Regions from separate parts of the Mus musculus genome. Here region 1 is linked to region 2. Evidence: chromatin contacts called from public Micro-C data. All regions are on one chromosome and are shown on one strand. The core of a region is the stretch at or near the end of the contact, and the rest is flanking DNA. Distances in the headings are between cores, read along the strand shown.

Evidence for each region. A called contact is a pair of places that touch in the nucleus more often than the background predicts.
Region 1: a Micro-C map of embryonic stem cells shows a contact between it and region 2, with 22 times the contacts expected there. The contact joins the promoter of Prox1os here to the promoter of Lmx1a in region 2. A contact is called at or near these places in 1 of 39 promoter capture datasets (embryonic stem cells) and 2 of 484 Hi-C or Micro-C datasets (both in embryonic stem cells).

Annotation. Positions count from the first base shown.
Region 1 is chr1:190,167,837-190,171,820 of GRCm38.p6, forward strand. It overlaps Prox1os (prospero homeobox 1, opposite strand), which reads left to right and starts at 2,460. Exons shown (of 2, transcript NR_151620.1): 1 at 2,460-2,592. Prox1 (prospero homeobox 1) reads right to left here and starts at 2,991. Exons shown (of 5, transcript NM_008937.3): 1 at 2,432-2,991.
Region 2 is chr1:167,687,523-167,691,710 of GRCm38.p6, forward strand. Lmx1a (LIM homeobox transcription factor 1 alpha) reads left to right here and starts at 2,036. Exons shown (of 8, transcript NM_033652.5): 1 at 2,036-2,328. The coding sequence starts at 2,253.

The DNA.
Region 1 (3,984 bases), core at 1,210-3,709, about 22 Mb after region 2:
ATGTCTGATACAATGGCAGGCACGGTTCACTTTATGAGAGTATTTAACACAGGGTTTGAAAGAGTTTAGGCACACACTTATTCTTTTGGGGCAGGGAGAGAAAAAAAACACTACAAAGACAAGCTTTAATAGCCTTCACAGTTGTGAACTGGCTTTGGTATTTTAGGCAGTTACAAACTACTCATTGCTGTGCAACACACACACACACACACACACACACACACACACACACACACACACACACACACACACACACACGAGATTCCCCCCAACCCCCCTTCTAAGCACCGACTTGCCAGAGAGGCATAAACTGGAGGGAAGCAAAGAGAAAGTCAACTCCTTCCACCTGCTGCCCTGAAGTGGGGGTTGGGGGTGGGGTTGCTTTTGGCAGGCTGGCAGACAGAAGCCTGAGATATGACCTCAGCAGTCACCTGCCAACATCCTTAAGACAAATACACAAATACAAACTACCCCCCCCCAAAAAAAACCCTCTCACGGCAGGGGCTCAGACACAACAGCCAAGAGCCTGATTCCCATTAGCCTGACAATCCCGTTAAGGAGAACCACCATAAATTCACAAACCCCTTCGTCCCAGAAGCCTGGAGTCTGGAGCTGTACAGAAAGACAGACCCCAGGAAACTTGCACCTGTCTTTCTTGACACAACACACCTGTCCAGCCCTGTCCATGTGCGTTCTGTTAACAGACTTTTGCCTGACTGGTTTAGGAGAGGAAATGATTTTTTTTTTTTTTTTTTAACAGAGGGGCATGGGAAGGGGGTGGTAAAAAAGCAGGCAGAACTCGGAAAGGGAGAACAAGAGGGAGACTCTGAGAGAGGAGGCCACCCTGGGCTTGTTCTGTTTTCATTAGCTTAAGGAGACAACACAGATCTTCTAGGAAAAATAGAAGCAAGCAGGTGCGGTTCCAGCCTTCCCCGAGGCAGAGAAGGGCTCTGGGCTGCCAAGAACAGCGTTTCGCGCTCCAACCAGCAACCTTGGGCTACTTAAGACTGTCTCTCAGCCCCTCCTTCGGCTTCTGCTCTGAGCCGCCAGGAAGACTCAACTTCCCAAGAAGCTAGGCAGGGGTGGGAGAGTCTGAGTGTGGCTCGCTGCTCTCCCCCGGCCCCCATCGCTCTCTGCATAGGCGCTCAGTTTAGCAGGACTAACCGGCTGGCGCAGCAAAGGCAACGACAACTTGCTCAGCTGGACTTTGGGTGAGGTCTACCGCCCCCCTCCCCGTCTCTTCCCCTTGTCTGTTCAGGCAAGATAGCAGCTCTCCCCCTTCCTCCCGCCCTCCTCGTCCTTCTTCTCAGCAACAATCACTCTCACCTCTCCACTCTGCTGGGCTCTTCTCCTCCCTCCCCAGTCCTAGGAACTGGGGCAGCAGAGTAGCGGCACTCAGCGAGGCCAGGGCGCAGCTGCCCACCACCCAAGCGTGCCAGTAATGGCTGGGAGCTTCTTCTCGTCTATGGGCGGCCCAAGCACAACCCGACCCCGGGCCGGCCCTCTTCGGTGCGGCGTCCAGGTCGCCCCACTAGCGACCCCTGAGGCTCTCGGGCAAACTCCCCCTACTCAGTGCTTCCCAGCGCGGCGCAAGCAGACTGGGTGGACTGGCACCGCGCTCGCTCCTCCGTACCGGACCGTCCCCCAACTCGTCTCTCCTCTGTTGCAGAGCTGGGTGCAAGCTCCCGGCGCTGAGCACACAGAGGAAAGTCACCGGGCGCCCCCTCCTCCCCGCCCTCTTCCCCACGGCCGGCCCTCTGCCCCGGGTTAAAAAAGGAGAAGTGAAAGGTATGCAAACAGCAAGCAAATAGGGAAAGCCGGGAAGAAAGGCAGCTAGAATAAACAAGACAAAGGGAGAAGGACTCGGGGACAGGCCCTGGAGTTTCAACTCCCGGAGAAGAAAAAGAAGAAGCTGGGAAGATTGCAAGAAAAAAAAAATCTAGAAGAACAACAACCAAAAGGGACTCATCCCCCTCGCGGCCCCCTCCCCTGAAAAGAGTGCAAGAAAAATAAAGAAATAAAAATAATACAAAATAAAAGAAAGCCAGAGCCTCAGCGCATCCCAGACACAGTACACAAAAGGTGACAAGATCAGCGACAAGTCCAGCAACACCAGCCTCCCCCCATCGCCACCATCATCCCAGTCACCGGCAGGCGCGAGAAAGAAATAAAAGCCAAGCAGGTCACTTACTCTTCGTTTACTGGGAGGAGCGGAGCTCGGAGTTCCACTGAGCCTCCTGCTTAGAAAACTGTTTTTAGAGGCTATTTGATCACGATTCATGTAAATAACACCATTTTCCCCCTTGGAAAAAGAATGTTTACACGGGTGTGAGTAACGGGAGGCTCTTCTCTCTCTTTCCCATTCAAGAACGAGCCAGTGCGAGCGATTCTGGAAAAGGGGAGGGGACAGCAACCGGGTGAAGATACTTACGCGGTGCGGGCAGCAGCGGGGCGCAGCCACTCTCTCTCTTTCTCTCTCTCTTTCTTTTCACTCTCTCTCTCTCTCCCCCTCTCTTCTTCTCTTGCGGGCAGAGAAGAAACCCACGCGCGCACGCGGTGATGTCTTACTGGTGATAATTGGCCCAGGGGTCGGTGAGTCTGTGCGGGAGCGAGTGATCTGGGCGAGTGCTGAGAGGCGAGGGGAGAAAGGAGGGAGGGGAGGGGAGAGGCGCGCAGGGCAGAGCCGGGAGCCCGGGGAAAGAAGGGGAGAGAGAGCGGAGAAGGCGGCGAGGGCTGGAGCGCGGAGCGGTGGCCCGAGGAGCAGCGGGCACGGCGGAGAGGCTTGTGTGCGCCGCGCGGCTTCCCCGGCTGCAGTGGCCGTCGCTTTCCCAGCGCTCTCTCAGCTGAGGGCTCCGCTCCACAACAAGATTTACTTTAAGACACAGCTGAAGGAAACAGGAAGACTGCACGTCACAGTCCCACTGACGTACCCGGTCCCAGCACCCAATCGCGAGGCGCCTTCGGATTCAAGGGGGGATAGCGAGGCAAGAGAACTTGTGAGGAAAAAAATATACATATATATAAAAGGGGTGGGGGTGAGGGGCTGGGGAGAGAGGAGGAGAGGGGGGCCCAGCGCTCCCCCGCCCGGGCCACCAGCCCCGGCCCCCACCCCGCCCTGCCACTGCTTGGGGCGCCTGGATCGCCGCGCCCCGGCCGCCGCGAGCCATCTGCGGGCGTTGTGCACCGCGGCGCCCGGCTCACACTTGCTCTTCCAGGACGCAGGTCTTTTTTTTTTTTTTTTTTTTTTTTCCATTTCACTGACACAGATGATGGAGTTCTCCCAGCGGCCGGGAGCACTCCCCAGACTGGGATGGAGGAAGGCTCGGAAAAGTATACAGGATAAAAAAAAGTGGATATTTTAAGGGTCGGGGTGGCATAAAGGGCGGAATGTTGTGGGGGGGGGGCACAACTCGTTCTGCTTTGGAAATGATCATAGATAGTATCAATAGGACCAGTCACCCTAGTTTCCTTTTAAAGAGGATGAGCAAACACAGGTAGGCTTAGGTTTTAAAAAATAAATAAGTGCCAGAGATTTCACACTGGGGCCGCTAAGTCTGATATTAAAAACCTCTACCCGCACTGGCTGAGTCCCAGTCAATCAGACCTCAGAATTTATAGGAATTCGCCCCCGATTACCTTTAAAAGTATTATTTCAATTGTAGGCATAGTGACCACATATGCTATAAACATCGTTTCTGGCCACCCTTCTCCAGTTCGCACATCCCTACATGGCCAAAGAAACTAGTTCGATATAGGATTCACATGATTTCGAAGTCTGAATGACAAACTTAAAAGTTTATTGGGCAAGACATCTCAGACTCTAATACTTAAAGCCACATAAAACACACGTTGGTTTGACATCTTGGGTGAAAATTAGCAGCAAGGTTTCTTCAGATAACGTGGCTCTTAAAGAGGGCCTTGGCTTTCCTTGACAAATGCTGAAGAGCCTCCAGCCTCAGCTTGAATGGTCCTCTCCCTGGGCAC
Region 2 (4,188 bases), core at 786-3,285:
AAGTTCAGGAAGAGATCTTTTCCTTGGTGAAGGGCACTAGGGAATACTTGCTTACATGGTATGTCTTCTGACCATGCTATAGCGCTGGATTACTGCCACCGAGTTCCTCGCAGTGTAGAAGTGAGGGTGCCCTAGAGAAGCCCATGGAATTGGACCTCCCAACGGTGTTCTGGAGAGCAGGCTAGAATTTCACGTGGACAGGTGTCCCATTTCCTTAGGGCAACCCGAACACTGAGACTATAATTTTCCCCACCTTAAAATTTAAAGATTAGATAAGTTGGCTACGGAATAAAGATTGGCACAAAATTAATGGTCGATAAAATGTTAGCCAACGCAATGATGTGTTTATTGAGTCACTTGGCCCCAGGCTTTTCTTGGAATAGAGGAGCAAGACCCTGTTCCTGCCTCTAGAGAGGCTGGAGGGCTGTCGCTGCAGAATGTTATGAATCACAGGGAATTAAAAACTGCCCCCAGGATCTTCTTTTCTAAGAAAAGTCCCCTTGGCTGACTTCTAGTCTAGCATCCAGCCAGCAGGATAGGATAGAGGGAGCCTGATTCAAGGTTTGGCCATGGGTCCCATTATTGCATTTCCCAGCAGTGAAGTAGTTTCAGCCAGAAACGGTGAGTTGAGTTTTAAGCCAAAACAAATTTGTAAGTTGCAGGAGCAAGTGGGTGAATGAAAATCCGAAGAGCTTGGAGCTTCTGGTGCCAGAGTTCACAAAGCAGAGAGGATTGGGGTTGGGGGCTCTAGGCGATCCCCGCGACCTCCAGGTGTCTGAGGTTAGTCATCACTTACGGTGCAGATCCGAGAGCAACCGGATCCCCATCCCGCCCGCGTGAAGTCTAGGTGGCACGGATCTCTGCCGAGTCTGGGGTGTAGCTCCCCCGGGGCAACCGTTCCACGTGGAGAGAAGGAAAAGTTTGGCGCGTCCGGGAGGTCCGGGCAGCAGACTGGAGCATCAGGCTGTAGCCTCGCGGTGGGTCGAGCAGCCAAGCCGGGGAAACAGAGCACCGCGGGCCCCGCCACGGGACGCGCTCCCAGGCCCCCGCCCTGCGCACCCCACCCCCTTCCCGGGCCGCGCACGCAGCCAGCGGCCACTGTCAGAAACCGCCCGAGCCGCCTCGAAGAAGGCAGGGCGGACTTTGCACCCAGGACCCTGGGCCTCCGGTTCCACCGCCGATCTTGGAGCAGCCGCCTGGTTTCCCCTTCCCGGCTGCAGAGCGGCGCGTGTTGGCGGGACGTCCCGAGGAGGATCGGCGGCTTGAGGCCACGGCCCGGCCCCACTCCGGCGCGCCGAGGAGCGGAATCGGGGGCCGGCGTTCGCTCCTGCTCTCTCCCGGGTGCGCCGGAGTCCGGGCGGCTGCTCTGGCTGCAGCCTAGGGGACGCCTCCTCCCTCCGCCAAAGCTGCCCGGCGTCTCCCGGCCACTTCGCGCTGCTCCGGACGCTGGGCGCGAGCTCGCCCATCAGGTAAGGAAGGCTGCGGGGATCCTTAGGCTCCGGCTCGGGCGGGCGTGTTTCTGAAAGTTGATTTGAAATGCATCCAAGAGTGAACCGGGCCAGTCGCGGCTCCTCCCCAAGGCGACTCCTTTGCTCCTGCAGACGTTCCCGGCACTGGCCGACCGGCGGGAGGACCTCCCCGCGCGCCCCGCACGCCTACTCCCGAGCGCCCCCCCCCCACCCCCCAAGCAGAGCGCTGCGCCAGGAGTACGGAAGCAGGCGGGACAGTCTCCGAGTCCCTTACTCTGCCTCTCTCTAAGACAGGTGAGGGTCGAAAGTGAGTGGTGGTGCCACTGGGATATCGGACCTGGTTGGTCCCGGCTTGGCCCTGGCTCTGAGAGCAGGCGTACCCCCACCCCATCACACAGAGTACCATAGTTCTAGTGGTGGGATCCCTAGGGGCCACATTAGTATAGGATGGGGCGGAGTCGGTCTTGGAATGGGAAACCTGGGGACAGGGGTGGGGGTGGGGGTTAGGAGAACGCAGTTAGGGGGCGGAGGCCTTAGCACATAACGCGTTGACTTCAAGTGAAATCAGAGCCGTCCGAGCAGTTCACGGTGGCTCTTCTCTCTCCTCCCACCTTACATTTCCCTTGTCTGGACTCTACCCTCTAGGCTCATTCTTGTCGCCCTGGACACTGCTTCTGTCCTGTCCCAGGAGAGTGGCAACTGAGGGTGCGGAGTCCCAACAGGCACGGGAAGCTAGACTCAACCGTTCCTCCGCTCTACAGGTCCTCCTGGCTCACCCCGAACATGTTGGACGGCCTGAAGATGGAGGAGAACTTTCAAAGTGCGATTGAGACCTCGGCATCTTTCTCCTCTTTGCTGGGTAAGTGTTCAACCGCATGCTCCCTAGAGCATCCTCCTTCTGCCGGGGCCGGGAGCTCAGTACGTCAGGTCTCTGATACTGGGTTAAGCGACCAGACTAGCACCCTCTTCGCGCGCACACAGAGGTGCCCACAATCTCTGTCTTTCCGTGTCCATCAGTCCTTTTGAGTCGTCCCTACCTAAATACAACCATCAAGCCTCCCCAGGCTTCACGAGTTCAACATCGAATTCCCCAAAGCCTTGAGGGGCGGGCGAGCATGTTCACAAGGCATTTGAGTGGCAAGTGATTAATAATACCCAGGGCTGGATTTTTAATCACGGAGCTGATCGACGGCTCATAAATGCCACCGGTTTCTCAGAGGCCTGTGTCCTAGCATGAGAGATCCGAGGCCCAGAGCGCCCAGGTTCTTCTCTTCCCCCACCAACTGCAGCCCCAATTTTAGTATTGGGCATGGCCGAGAGGCTTTTCCGGGCTGGTGGGCAGCGCTGCGCTGGGATTAGCTTGCACGGCGGGGCCCTTGCCTGGTCTTTAATTAACTGAAGCCGGACCCCTGTTCCGCAAGCTTGGTATCCCTCTACCCCCAACCCAGCCACTTCGAAGGAGCAGAGAATAGAGAGATCCAAAGAGTCATACCCATGGGTCTTTCAGAGTTCAGGCTTGTTTTGCCAGTGTCTCTTCAACTCTCCCTTTGGAATTTTCAAGTTTGGAGAAAAAAATGTTTTGTTTTGTTTTGTTTTTAAATTTTCTTTCTTCCTGTGTTTCTTCCCGCTTCTTTCTGAAGGAGAGATTTTTCTTTTATTTAAACCTCTTGCCTCTTTCTCTAACTTTAGAACCAATAGAGTGGGGCTGAAAAAATTTCGATTATAGAAACCATGTCCAGAGAGAAATCGCCCACTCCACCCCAACAGTTCAGAGGAAACGAAATTACAAAACCCATGCCCTCTTCTTTCAACCTCCCTTTCGAAATTGTCAGGATTTTCTCCCCAGAGCAAGAAGGAAGACGCAGGCTAGAGCCTGTGTGCGGACTCAGGCACACTGGGTTTGGTTCTCTGCACCATGAGACCCGCGACCCATCCTATGGTTTGTCCCAACCATAGGATGGGGTGCTGAGACCAAGACAACAGAAATTTACAATTGAGAACGACCACTTTCTCCCCAGGCCTTCTTGCTGGCTTCCCACCACACAAAACGACCTGTCCAGCTTACAAAGCAGAAAGTGAGATTAGTGTAGTGGTATGGAGAAGGATCGTCCCTTTGGGACATCACAGACAAGAGTGTTCTTGTGGGACAAGGGCTTCTTTAAACGGTTGTGAAAATTGTCAACAAAGGCGGCCAAGTATTTCTCCCTTGCTTGTTGGGGGCAAGGGGGGGGGCTGGAACAAGACCCGAAGGGAAAAAGTCAAAAAGGTCAAAGGGTAGGGCAGAGAAGATTCTCTGACTGAGCTAAGAGGTTTGTTGCTCCAATCAGCGCTTCTGAGCGCAGAAGATCTAGAATTCTCTGGCCAGCACCCTTCTCAGGGTCTCTGCGCTCAGCTATTATTTTTCCCCATCTTGACGTTTCCTAATTATGAAAAGCCACCTGCAATTTTCACGCCAAACAAGACATAGGAGAGATTCACTAGTTTGCACAGTACTGAGCTCACGTAGGGAGAGATGGTATTTTTCTGCCCCCGCAGGCCGCCTTTTATGAAGAAAACAGAAAATGATAATTTTCCTTAAAAAAATAGAACTCAGTTGCAAGCAAATTATTATCGATCATTTAAAAGTAGTCAAAGGACACAAATACAGTGATTTAATGATTAATGACGACTTGAGAGTCCTGGGAGCACAAATTTATATGTAATCTAATTTAAAGGCGTA